Linked DNA regions of Mus musculus: all the other regions are linked to region 3. Evidence: chromatin contacts called from public HiChIP or PLAC-seq data. All regions are on one chromosome and are shown on one strand. Each heading gives the region's core, a stretch centred on a gene start, on an enhancer-like site or on the middle of the called end of the contact. The rest is flanking DNA. Distances are from core to core; before and after follow the strand shown.

Evidence for each region. HiChIP or PLAC-seq counts read pairs in DNA pulled down with a chosen protein or histone mark.
Region 1: a BATF HiChIP or PLAC-seq map of CD8 T cells shows a contact between it and region 3, with 6 read pairs. The contact joins the enhancer-like site here to the promoter of Dcaf12 in region 3. A contact is called at or near these places in 1 of 39 promoter capture datasets (second pharyngeal arch cranial neural crest), 1 of 484 Hi-C or Micro-C datasets (nephron progenitors), 3 of 115 datasets of contacts at active chromatin or transcription factors (CD8 T cells and embryonic stem cells) and 4 of 9 other capture datasets (adipose tissue, embryonic stem cells, liver and 1 more).
Region 2: a contact with region 3 is called in an H3K4me3 HiChIP or PLAC-seq map of bone marrow-derived macrophages, with 4 times the contacts expected there. The contact joins the enhancer-like site here to the promoter of Dcaf12 in region 3. A contact is called at or near these places in 11 of 39 promoter capture datasets (the C10 cell line, the HPC-7 cell line, cancer-associated fibroblasts and 8 more), 5 of 15 datasets of contacts at CTCF or cohesin (CD8 T cells, the G1E-ER4 cell line, the NIH/3T3 cell line and 2 more), 106 of 484 Hi-C or Micro-C datasets (3T3-L1-derived adipocytes, the AML12 cell line, the AtT-20 cell line and 68 more), 32 of 115 datasets of contacts at active chromatin or transcription factors (the 230-238 cell line, the HPC-7 cell line, the NIH/3T3 cell line and 24 more) and 7 of 9 other capture datasets (adipose tissue, bone marrow-derived macrophages, embryonic stem cells and 4 more).

What each region holds. Positions count from the first base shown.
Region 1 is chr4:41,239,560-41,242,477 of GRCm38.p6, reverse strand. All of the region lies in intron 2 of Ubap2 (ubiquitin-associated protein 2), which reads left to right. Among named protein-coding and RNA genes, the nearest start is that of Gm24837, 29 kb to the right of the region's middle. Within about 2 kb of position 1,322, at least 17 of the 459 cell types and tissues checked have an H3K27ac peak or open chromatin away from gene starts, as enhancers often do. A contact at or near this core is called in CD8 T cells, where this site is marked.
Region 2 is chr4:41,386,572-41,389,715 of GRCm38.p6, reverse strand. It overlaps Ubap1 (ubiquitin-associated protein 1), which reads right to left. Exons shown (of 7, transcript NM_023305.3): 5 at 2,359-2,541; 6 at 1,519-1,620; 7 at 1-1,035. The coding sequence ends at 895. Among named protein-coding and RNA genes, the nearest start is that of Ubap1, 39 kb to the right of the region's middle. Within about 2 kb of position 1,750, at least 72 of the 459 cell types and tissues checked have an H3K27ac peak or open chromatin away from gene starts, as enhancers often do. A contact at or near this core is called in the C2C12 cell line, the G1E-ER4 cell line, adipose tissue and 14 more, where this site is marked.
Region 3 is chr4:41,313,404-41,316,338 of GRCm38.p6, reverse strand. It overlaps Dcaf12 (DDB1 and CUL4 associated factor 12), which reads left to right and starts at 1,438. Exons shown (of 9, transcript NM_026893.3): 1 at 1,438-1,851; 2 at 2,874-2,935. The coding sequence starts at 1,774. It overlaps Gm46891 (predicted gene, 46891), which reads right to left and starts at 1,997. Exons shown (of 2, transcript NR_168697.1): 1 at 1-1,997.

The DNA of each region.
Region 1 (2,918 bases), core at 73-2,572, 74 kb after region 3:
GCCTTGAACTCAGAAATCTGCCTGCCTCTGCCTCCCGAGTGCTGGGATTAAAGGCGTGAGCCACCACTGCCCCACCCTCTTCTCTTTTGACAGGATCTCTCTAGCTCTGCCTGTCCAGGAACTCACGCCTTAGATAAGACTAGGCTCAAACTCAGATCCACCTGCACCTGTGGAGTTAAAGGCTTGTATCATCAGCTTATTTTGATCTTAGGGAAAATGTTTTAGTGTCTTTCATCATTATGTATTACAATTGTCAATTTCTGTAGTTCCTTTTATCAGGATAAGGGTTTTCTCCTCCATGCTGAAATTGTTGAATAGTCTTTATAATAAAAAAAGGTTGGATTTTATAGACCAGGCTGTGGTGGTATATCCCAGCACTTAGGAGGCAGAGGCAGGCAGATCTCTGAGTTCAAGGACAGACTGGTCTACAGAGTGTGTTCCAGGGCAGCCACGACTATCTAGAGAGACCTTTTCTTTCTTTAAAAAAAAAGTTGAATTTGTCAAGTACATTCTGTGACTATGAGGATGCTTATAGGGTTTTGTTGCTGTTTTTATTGATAAAGTATCCTTTTTTTATGTGTTTTTTTTGTATTACTACAATCTGGTTTGCATAGAGTTGAAAAGTGTCCCATGTTGGTTTTGAGAGTTTGTGAAGAATTTGTTGTTGAAATAACTTCTCCCTCCCTCCCTCCCTCCCTCCCTCCCTCTGTCCGTCCGTAAGTCCGTCCGTAAGTCCGTCTGTCCATCCGTCCGTTCGTCTGTCCATCCATCCATCCATCCATCCATCCATCCATCCATCCATCTATCTATCTATCTATCTATCTATCTATCTATCTATCTATCTATCTATCTATCTGGCCCAGCGTGGTGGCGCATGCCTTTGATCCCAGCATTTGGGAGGCAGAGGCAGGCAGATTTCTGAGTTTGAGGCCAGCCTGATCTACAAAGTGAGCTCCATGACAGCCAGGGCTACACAGAGAAACCCTGTCTTGAAAAACCAAAAAAAAAAAAAAAAAAAAGAAAAAACAAACCCCCAAAACCAAAAAAATCTATCTAGATGGGGTCTTAAATCAGGCTGTAAGTGTAATTAGGGTTAAATCAGGCTTGCCTGGGACACACTGTGGCCCAGGTTGCCCTTAAACACATGAGATCCTCCTGCCTTAGCCTCATGAGTGCTACAGATCTAAACCACCAAGCTCCACTTTTCTGGGAAGTTTTGATGACTAGTTTAGTTACTTAATCTATTACGAGTCTCCCTTTATAGTAGTTGATGACCCCATTCCTCTTCTATTCATCTTTGTGGCTTTTTTTATGATTAAAGTGTGAACAGTTACAAGCTACAGTGTGGTTTGTAGGTCAAAGGACAACGTTTGGGTGTCTATTCCCTTGCTGAGGTAGGGTTTCTTTTGTTCCTGCTGTCAGCATATTGCAGGCTGGCTGGTCTTTGATCTTCTGGAACAATTCTCTAGTCACATCTTTTGGTAGACATGCTGAGGTTATAGATACATGCTCCTGCATCCTGACAACTTACATATATCTCTAAGGTGTCAGGTGTCACGGTTGTATGGTTAGAGCTTTTACTAGCCGAGCCCCCTCCTTGGCCCTAGTTTGTGTCTTTTTCAGTATTGTATTTTATCTAGGCTAATTTGGTGACACATACTTACTTGTTCTAGGTTTCCTTTCATAAACCCCGAATTTTCATTTTTGTCGTTTGTTTGAGGCAAGGTCTTACTTTGTGCTAGGATGTCTCTGAACTCACTTTCTCCCTCCCTCCCCTTCAGTAACGGGATGTTAGGGATGTATTAAGCTTTGCAGTCTCTCCAGTAACTGTGCCCCTTCTCTCTTACTCCTAATATTACTACTCTTGAATCTTGTGTCTTTGTAGCTGGGTATTTATTGACATCTCCTCAACTATGAGTCAACTCTTGAACAGGTAGCAAAGAAGCTAGCTCAAAAGAAGAGTGACCACCTACCTTGCTAAAGCCCTGGGTTCTGTCTCGAGGACCACCAAAAACCAAAGCAAAGTGACCCCCCCCCCCCGAAACTTAAAGACTCACGTTTTCCCCGTTTTCTTTTCTTTTTCCTCCTCCTCTTTTTGAGATGGGGGTTTCTCTGTATAGCTATGGCTGTCCTGGAAGTCTCTCAGTCGACCAGGCTCCCTTCACCCCCTTCCCCCCCTTTTAATATAGCATTTTAATCTTTAACACAGGTGATTTGGAACTCAGTACATAACCTGGGATGGATTTGAATTTGATCAGATCCATCTTCTCTGTCTCAGCAGTGCTGGGATTGAGTGTAAGTGACCACACCCAGCTGGGAGTTATGTTCTAATTTGTTGACATCCCTCTTTCTAATCTTCATTTATTTTAGTTCCTCTGTCTTCTGTTCCTTCTTTTCTATTTGCTTAGATGTATTAGTTTGCTGTTCTCTCTTTAATTTCTTAAGGTATAAACATAAATATTTTTTTCTTCTTTCTGGTTTTGTTTAGTTTGAGACAGGGCCTTTGTAGCTTGATTGGCTTCTGCCTCATGATCCTCCCTCCCTGACTCTTGAGTGATGAGCACTGCTGTGATGGCAGATACATGTTATTTTTAAAAGTAAAGTGTGTGTGTGTGTCTGTGTGTGTGTGTCTGTGTCTATCAGTGCATGAAGGCACAAAATGTAAGCTCAGGCACACACACACACACACACACACACACACACACACACACACACACACATGAAGACAAGCATGTCATGGTTGCATATGCTGCTTGGAGGGCAATTTTGTAGAGTTGTCCCCTCTTTTCACCTTTATATGTGTTCTGAGGATTGAACTACATCACCAGGCTCATTTAACCTGCTGAGCCATATTATGCCAGCCCATACGCCTTGGTAGAGACAGGGTCTCACTGTGTAGCCCTGACTAGTGTGGAACT
Region 2 (3,144 bases), core at 501-3,000, 73 kb before region 3:
AATTACTTTAGATTCAAGACTGTATTATATCCTTTGTATTTAGATCTTTAATATTGTAGAACATAATACAAACAAACCAAAGAGACTGGTTTCTATGCCTAGGTGTTATTCATTGTGTCATCCTAAAGCAGGGCTGGAGGAGGCTGTTCAAGAACTGGGGGTTAGTGCTGAGTGACAAGTCGTGGCCTGTTTTCTCACCCATGTGCTGGAAAGGGCCAATGATACTCAAAACTGACAGCTTCCTAGCACAGGGGCTCCAATGCCCCGGGCAGCAGAGGATTATGGTCTAAGCCAAAAGAAACAGTCTGGACAGGGGCAAATGGGAACTGCCTGGCAGAAGAGGCAGACTTTGCCCCATGAAGAAAAGTGCATCTTTGTACCGCAGAGACACTCCAGAACCAGTGTAACACTAGGGCTGTCGGGGAAGGCGGGCCCAGGAAGACCCTCTCAGTTGCATTCCACTTGGGTTAGAGCCCAGTCTGACAGTGGTGCAGCAGAGAGGAGAGGAAAGGATCTAGCCCCAAAACAGCAGCAGTCTGCTCCTCCTGTCTTCCCACTCTTCTTGGTAGCCAGGCCAGGTTTTGGCTGAGAACATTAGAGACCCCAGAAAGAACCAAGTATTCCTTCTGAAAGCCCAAAGTGGGAAGGACACTTCTCAAAACACAGGTATGTTTAATATGGAAGGAACCAATAGAGAGCATATATGCCCAAATCTTCCTACTTTCCCCCAGCTCAGGCCTGGGCTCACAGAGACTAACAAGTGTCAACTCCACATCCGACCTTCTAACCCCCAAAGAAAATCTGGAAGCATGTCCCGTCTTCCCCACAAGTGAGCTGTGCAGAGCCTCCTTGGGGAATGGTGGTGCTGTGGCAGGGCCGTAGCAGGGCCAGGTCTCAGCTGGCTCCAGCCCGGGCCATGAGGTCTTCCAGAGCATTGTCCTGGTCATTGTTGTGTAATAGCAAAACTTCCTTAATGTCTTTCAGTTCAAAGCCCATTTCCTTAAATTTGCTCATTAACTGAAGAAACTCCATCATCTATGGGATAAAGGAGAACAAATTTTTTTCAGAAAGAGTTGAGCCACGCAGAGCAGCTGAATGTAGGTGTATACTGCAGGTGAAGATTCTGCCTCCTTCAAGCAGTCCCATGGGTCTTTAAGGTTCCCTCGAAAGTAACAATTCACTTGCTGACCTCTGGACGAGCTCCTGCCCACATGAATATTCCCACCAAGACAAAGTATTTAACCCCTAAAGTATGCTTTCTAGATAGAAGGGAAGGCAAAAAGACTATCAACAGTCACTGTCTTCCAAAAGCCTGGCTTTTAGCGCAACTCTACTTCCCCTTCCTATCACTGGGATTCAACTCCATGTTTTATCTATACTAAATGCAAGACTCCTTGTCTGGACACTGGAGTCTGTCTTTGACTGCTTCTGCCTACAGTGACTAGTAAGAAAAGGCAGTGCAGGGGCCAGGGAGTACAGCAGTCAACTCTGCTCCTGTGAATGCATAAAGGTTCTTACCTTTTCTTCTGAACACTGGTGCATTTCCAGAGCCTCTTCCACTAAAAGAGGGTCAAAACCCTTCTCACAAAGCTGTCCGTGTGCAAAGAGATAGTCGAGAATCTAAGGAAAGAAACAAGGCTTGAGCTCCTCCTGTTACTCCTGAGTCGAGAGCTTTAGACCATCTGTGTGAAGCTGCCTCCCTGTCCCTCCCCAGTTATCAGGCCCAGACTGCCTAGCACAGCATAACCTCAATAATGACTTGGTAAACAAACCGGCACGCCCTTCTAGAAATGAGCAGCCACATCCCAAAGGAGGTACTGTCACAGCTGACTCAACCCAGAAGATCAGCTCAGCCAGAGTAGGATAATAGTCTTCTAGAAAAATACAGTGCATGTCAGAAAATGTCCCCAAGGCAGAGGACTATAGTATGCTATTCACAGCGTCCTGCACAGCCATGACAAAAGTTTCTAGAGGTAAGCCGAGTAGTGGGATATATCTGTAATGCTAGCGGTCAGGACTGAGTCCAATGCCAGCCTCAGCTACCTCAGTTCGGAGCAGCCTGGCCTACACAAGACCCTATCTCAAAAAGAAGTGTAGATCTAACCATATGCTCAGTTTTGTACTCTCTAGAGGTACAAAGGGGTGGATAATGACAACAGATCCAGCCCTCCCACCCCCCAGGCTTTCTCAGACTCTCAAGGACTACTGTTCAACTTCTGGTCCCTGATGATAGCCCAAGGCTCCACATACCCACACGGGAGGAGGCTGGAGTTGCAGGCACTTGAGGACCTCAAGATCACAACTCTAACTTGAGGTCACCATGCTCCCCCACCCACACCTTACAGACCAGCACCTCACCTGCTCAATATTCTCTCCTTTCTTTCTCATGGCTCTCAGGACACAATCATATGAGTAGCCCATGTTGACTACTGTCTCTACACATTGCCGCTCACTCGGAGACAGTGCCTGCAGTTCCAAATAGGCCTGGGGACAGCTAGGCATGTTGGGCACTTGTGACACTGAGAAATTTAGAGGGGTTACCTGACAATAGAAAAACAAGATCACGGTAAGATGAGTTGAGGCCCAGGTTGCTGTCCAGGCATTGTGGGTTGGAAAGAAGAGAGGTACTGAGTACCAGCCAAAAAGAAAAGCTAGGAAACACCAGCAACCCTTGGAGCCCTCACCCGCAGTTCCTGCATGTTCAGACAGCACATGCTATTCCATGCCCTGATCCCTGTAACTTGAAAATCAGTTCTGAGTCTGAACCTACCTACAGAATGAATGTTTGAGGGCTGTGCAGATTTCTCTGTGTCCTTTCATTAGCCCCTAACTCTATTTTGGTTAAGACTCAGTCACTGCAGACATTGCTACTCTGTAACTGACTATCCTAGTCTCACTCTTGCCTCTCACTGGTCATGGCTAGCTCAGGGCCTCAGGATTTTGAGGGCACTTACCTTTGCCTCATACCACATAACTTGGCTTCATTCCCTGCTAAAGCTGCTGTCCTTTGCAGTGAAGATGGAAGGAAGGAGTATTAGCCATACTAGGCTAGACTCCTAGGCAGTCTACTGCATGGCTACAAGCATGCTGCTCCCTGCCACCGGACCTCCCTAGTATCACCTGATTGGTTCACCTCTGATAATG
Region 3 (2,935 bases), core at 189-2,688:
GTTTGGTGACTGGTGCCAGTCCAAACCGGACATGCCAAAAATGACCACTCTCTTTTCTGTGGTTCAAGATTTCACTCCTTAATGGAGATCAAGGCTGGGCTCCGAGAGAAAGGCAGGCAATGGCATGAATTACAGCGATGGGTCTATTTGCTGAAGCACAAGGACAGTGTGACTTTGACCTTGCAGACCTAAAAAGGGTGGCATTTTATGAAAGAAAGTGACTTATTAGATGTGGTTGCACACACCTTTAACTCAGCTCTGGGGAGGCAGAGGCATGTGGAGCTCTATAACTTTTGAGGCCAGATTGATTTATATAACATGCTGCGTTCCAGACCAGCCAAGACTATACACTGAAACCCTGTCTCAAAAAAAAAAGGAAAGAAAGAAAAGGAATAAATAAAAGAAGGGGAAAAGTGACTTGAGGTTTAGACAGGAGTCAAAATAGACAGGGAGCTGGAGAGTAAAGAAGTGGAGAATGGAATCTGGGGACTCCGTATGTGTGGGGAGACCTGTGCCAACAGGCATGTGAGGCAGCCTGCGTTAGCTCTGGTACTTTGATGTGGCAAAAATCTGACCATACTGCTGCCTTCCTACCCTGAATCCATCTTGAAGGAGTGTGATGTGGGGTTCTCTGCCTTCCTTAAAGTGTCTAATCTTTTGTGCCCATTGACAGTTTGTGAGAATGTTGGGGGAAAGTGCTAAATGTGAGGCTACTAGTTACAGGATTAAGAAACGTCTTCTGAGGTATAAGGAAGGGTCAGAACCTGGGCCCTAGCAGCCTTAACTCATTCTCAACAGGCCAACTAAAAGACAAAGTGTAAGGGGAAACTTGAAGAAAGGTGTTAACTCGGTCTCATTGGAAAGAACAACGACGGGACATTCTCTTATCCTAGTCCATCTTAGGGGCTGACGTGTGGTTTGTTTAGGCTTAAAGGCAACAGCTATGCTTAAGTAAGCAGTCGTCGGCAAGGTGTGGTCGCATCCATCATCTGTTCGCCCAGTTTCTCTGGGAAGGTAGTCTGACAAGTTTTCCCAACTGTGATCTATCTTTCCTGGAGTCAAGTTCCTCTATTGGCTGGCATCTGTGCCCTTGTCCTTTCCTTCTCCCAGGAAAACTGCAATTTCTTAGAGTCCAGTGTTTTAATAGTCTGATTGCAATCTGGCAATCAGGGTGTCTAGAATATCTTTAATCCTACCATGATGGTTACAGGTTCAAGATTGGTCCCGCAGCCAGGCAGCTCATGCTTACTTCCGCATGCCAGAGGATGAGCTGGCTGAGGTCGGAAATGTCCCGACAGAAGGCTGGATTCCTTTGGCCACAGCTTAACCGCCATTGGCAAGAGGCAAGCGGAAGTTCTCCGAGGACATCAATTCTCCTTGCTGCGCTTAAGTCCCGCCCTGCTGGTCTGGGCGGTGTCTCCGTGGCGACGTGCTGCTATGTGCGGCTGCGCAGGAGTGACGGGGCGCGGGCGAGTGGGAGGGGGGTGTTTTGGTTCTCGCCGCTCGCCGTCCTTTCCAGACACGGCGGTAGGAAAGCTGCTTGTTCCTGCTTTTCCTTCCCCTTCCCTTCCCCTTCCCCTTTCCCAACCCGGATTTTCCCTTCTTCCATTTACGCGCCTCATTTTGATCGACTGCTGCCCGGGATCCGAGCCATTTTCCGGGCCGGGCGCTCGAAAGCGCGCGGCCCCAGGGCCCGGTTCATGACCCGTCGCCCTGCCGCCCCTTGCCTTCTCCGCCTCATGTGGCTGCGGGGCCACGGCGGCGCTGCCCACTATGGCCCGGAAAGCAGTTAGCAGGAAGCGGAAAGCGTCTGCCTCGCCAGGAGCCGGGAGCGACGCTCAGGGCCCGCAGGTGAGGGCTCACAGGTCTGGGTCATCACCTAGCAGGGGCTTAGGGCGTTCCAGCTGGGTTCAGGAACCTGGGGCCAGGGCGGGACGAGAACCGGAGCCGGGACTGTAGAGCAGTGACCGGTCCTTCTGCAGTGTACTGGCGAGCAGGCGGGCCGGAAGGGTGAGGAGCCAAAAGAAAACTACAAAATGACGCCTTCCGCTGGAAGTCAGCAGCTAGGGATAGAGAGCTTCAGGACCTCCTCGTTCCTGGAGGGAGGAGAAAATGAAGACAAGGGGAATCGGAAGTAAGACCGACCTTCCGAAGTTACTGGGAAGGAGATTGAAGTGGACCTTCCAGTGGCACTAGGAATAAGGGCCGATGGTCTCTTATCAAGGAAACCATCTCCTAAACTGGGTGCAGGCCCCTTTGGCTCTTTAGACATCTAGAAGAAACACCAGGTGTCATCTCTATATTGCCCCCTTTGGAGAGGAAGGCCTCTTGGACTTGGGATTCCGACGCAGGTTACCCCGTTGGTATTTGATTTTTCGAATTCTAAAACTGCCCGCAGCGCAAGTCGCGCGGAGTCAGATGAGCGGCCATTGACTGTACATCCCTGGAAGATCCGAGACCCCAGTCTGGCTCTTTGAGCTATACTCTTTATGCTCTACGGGGTGCACAGGCGGAGAGGGAGAAGGGGGCTGGGTAGAAGTGCAGCCCAGGTGGGTTCTGTAATATGGACTTCATTTCGTAACTATCAAGGACACCTGGGTATATGTTATTTCTGAGCCCTCCACTTTCCTCAAAGGTTTAGTTAACTTTTTTTTGCCCTGTTTATCCATTTTCTAAGTAGTCTTCATTATGAGAGCCTTATTTCAGTGCTAGCCGAGTTAAACTGTACTTTCTGGATTACAAATCTTCTGTTAAATGTTTGATTGTGTAAATCCCGAAGGACGAATTCGTGTTGGTTCTTTTATAAAACGGTCAGACTTCTTGTCTGAAGGAAAAGTGGCCAAACCCCTGATTTCTGATGTTGGCTTTCACAGTTTGGCTGGGATCATTCGCTGCACAAAAGGAAAAGACTCCCCCCAGTGAAGAGATCCCTAGT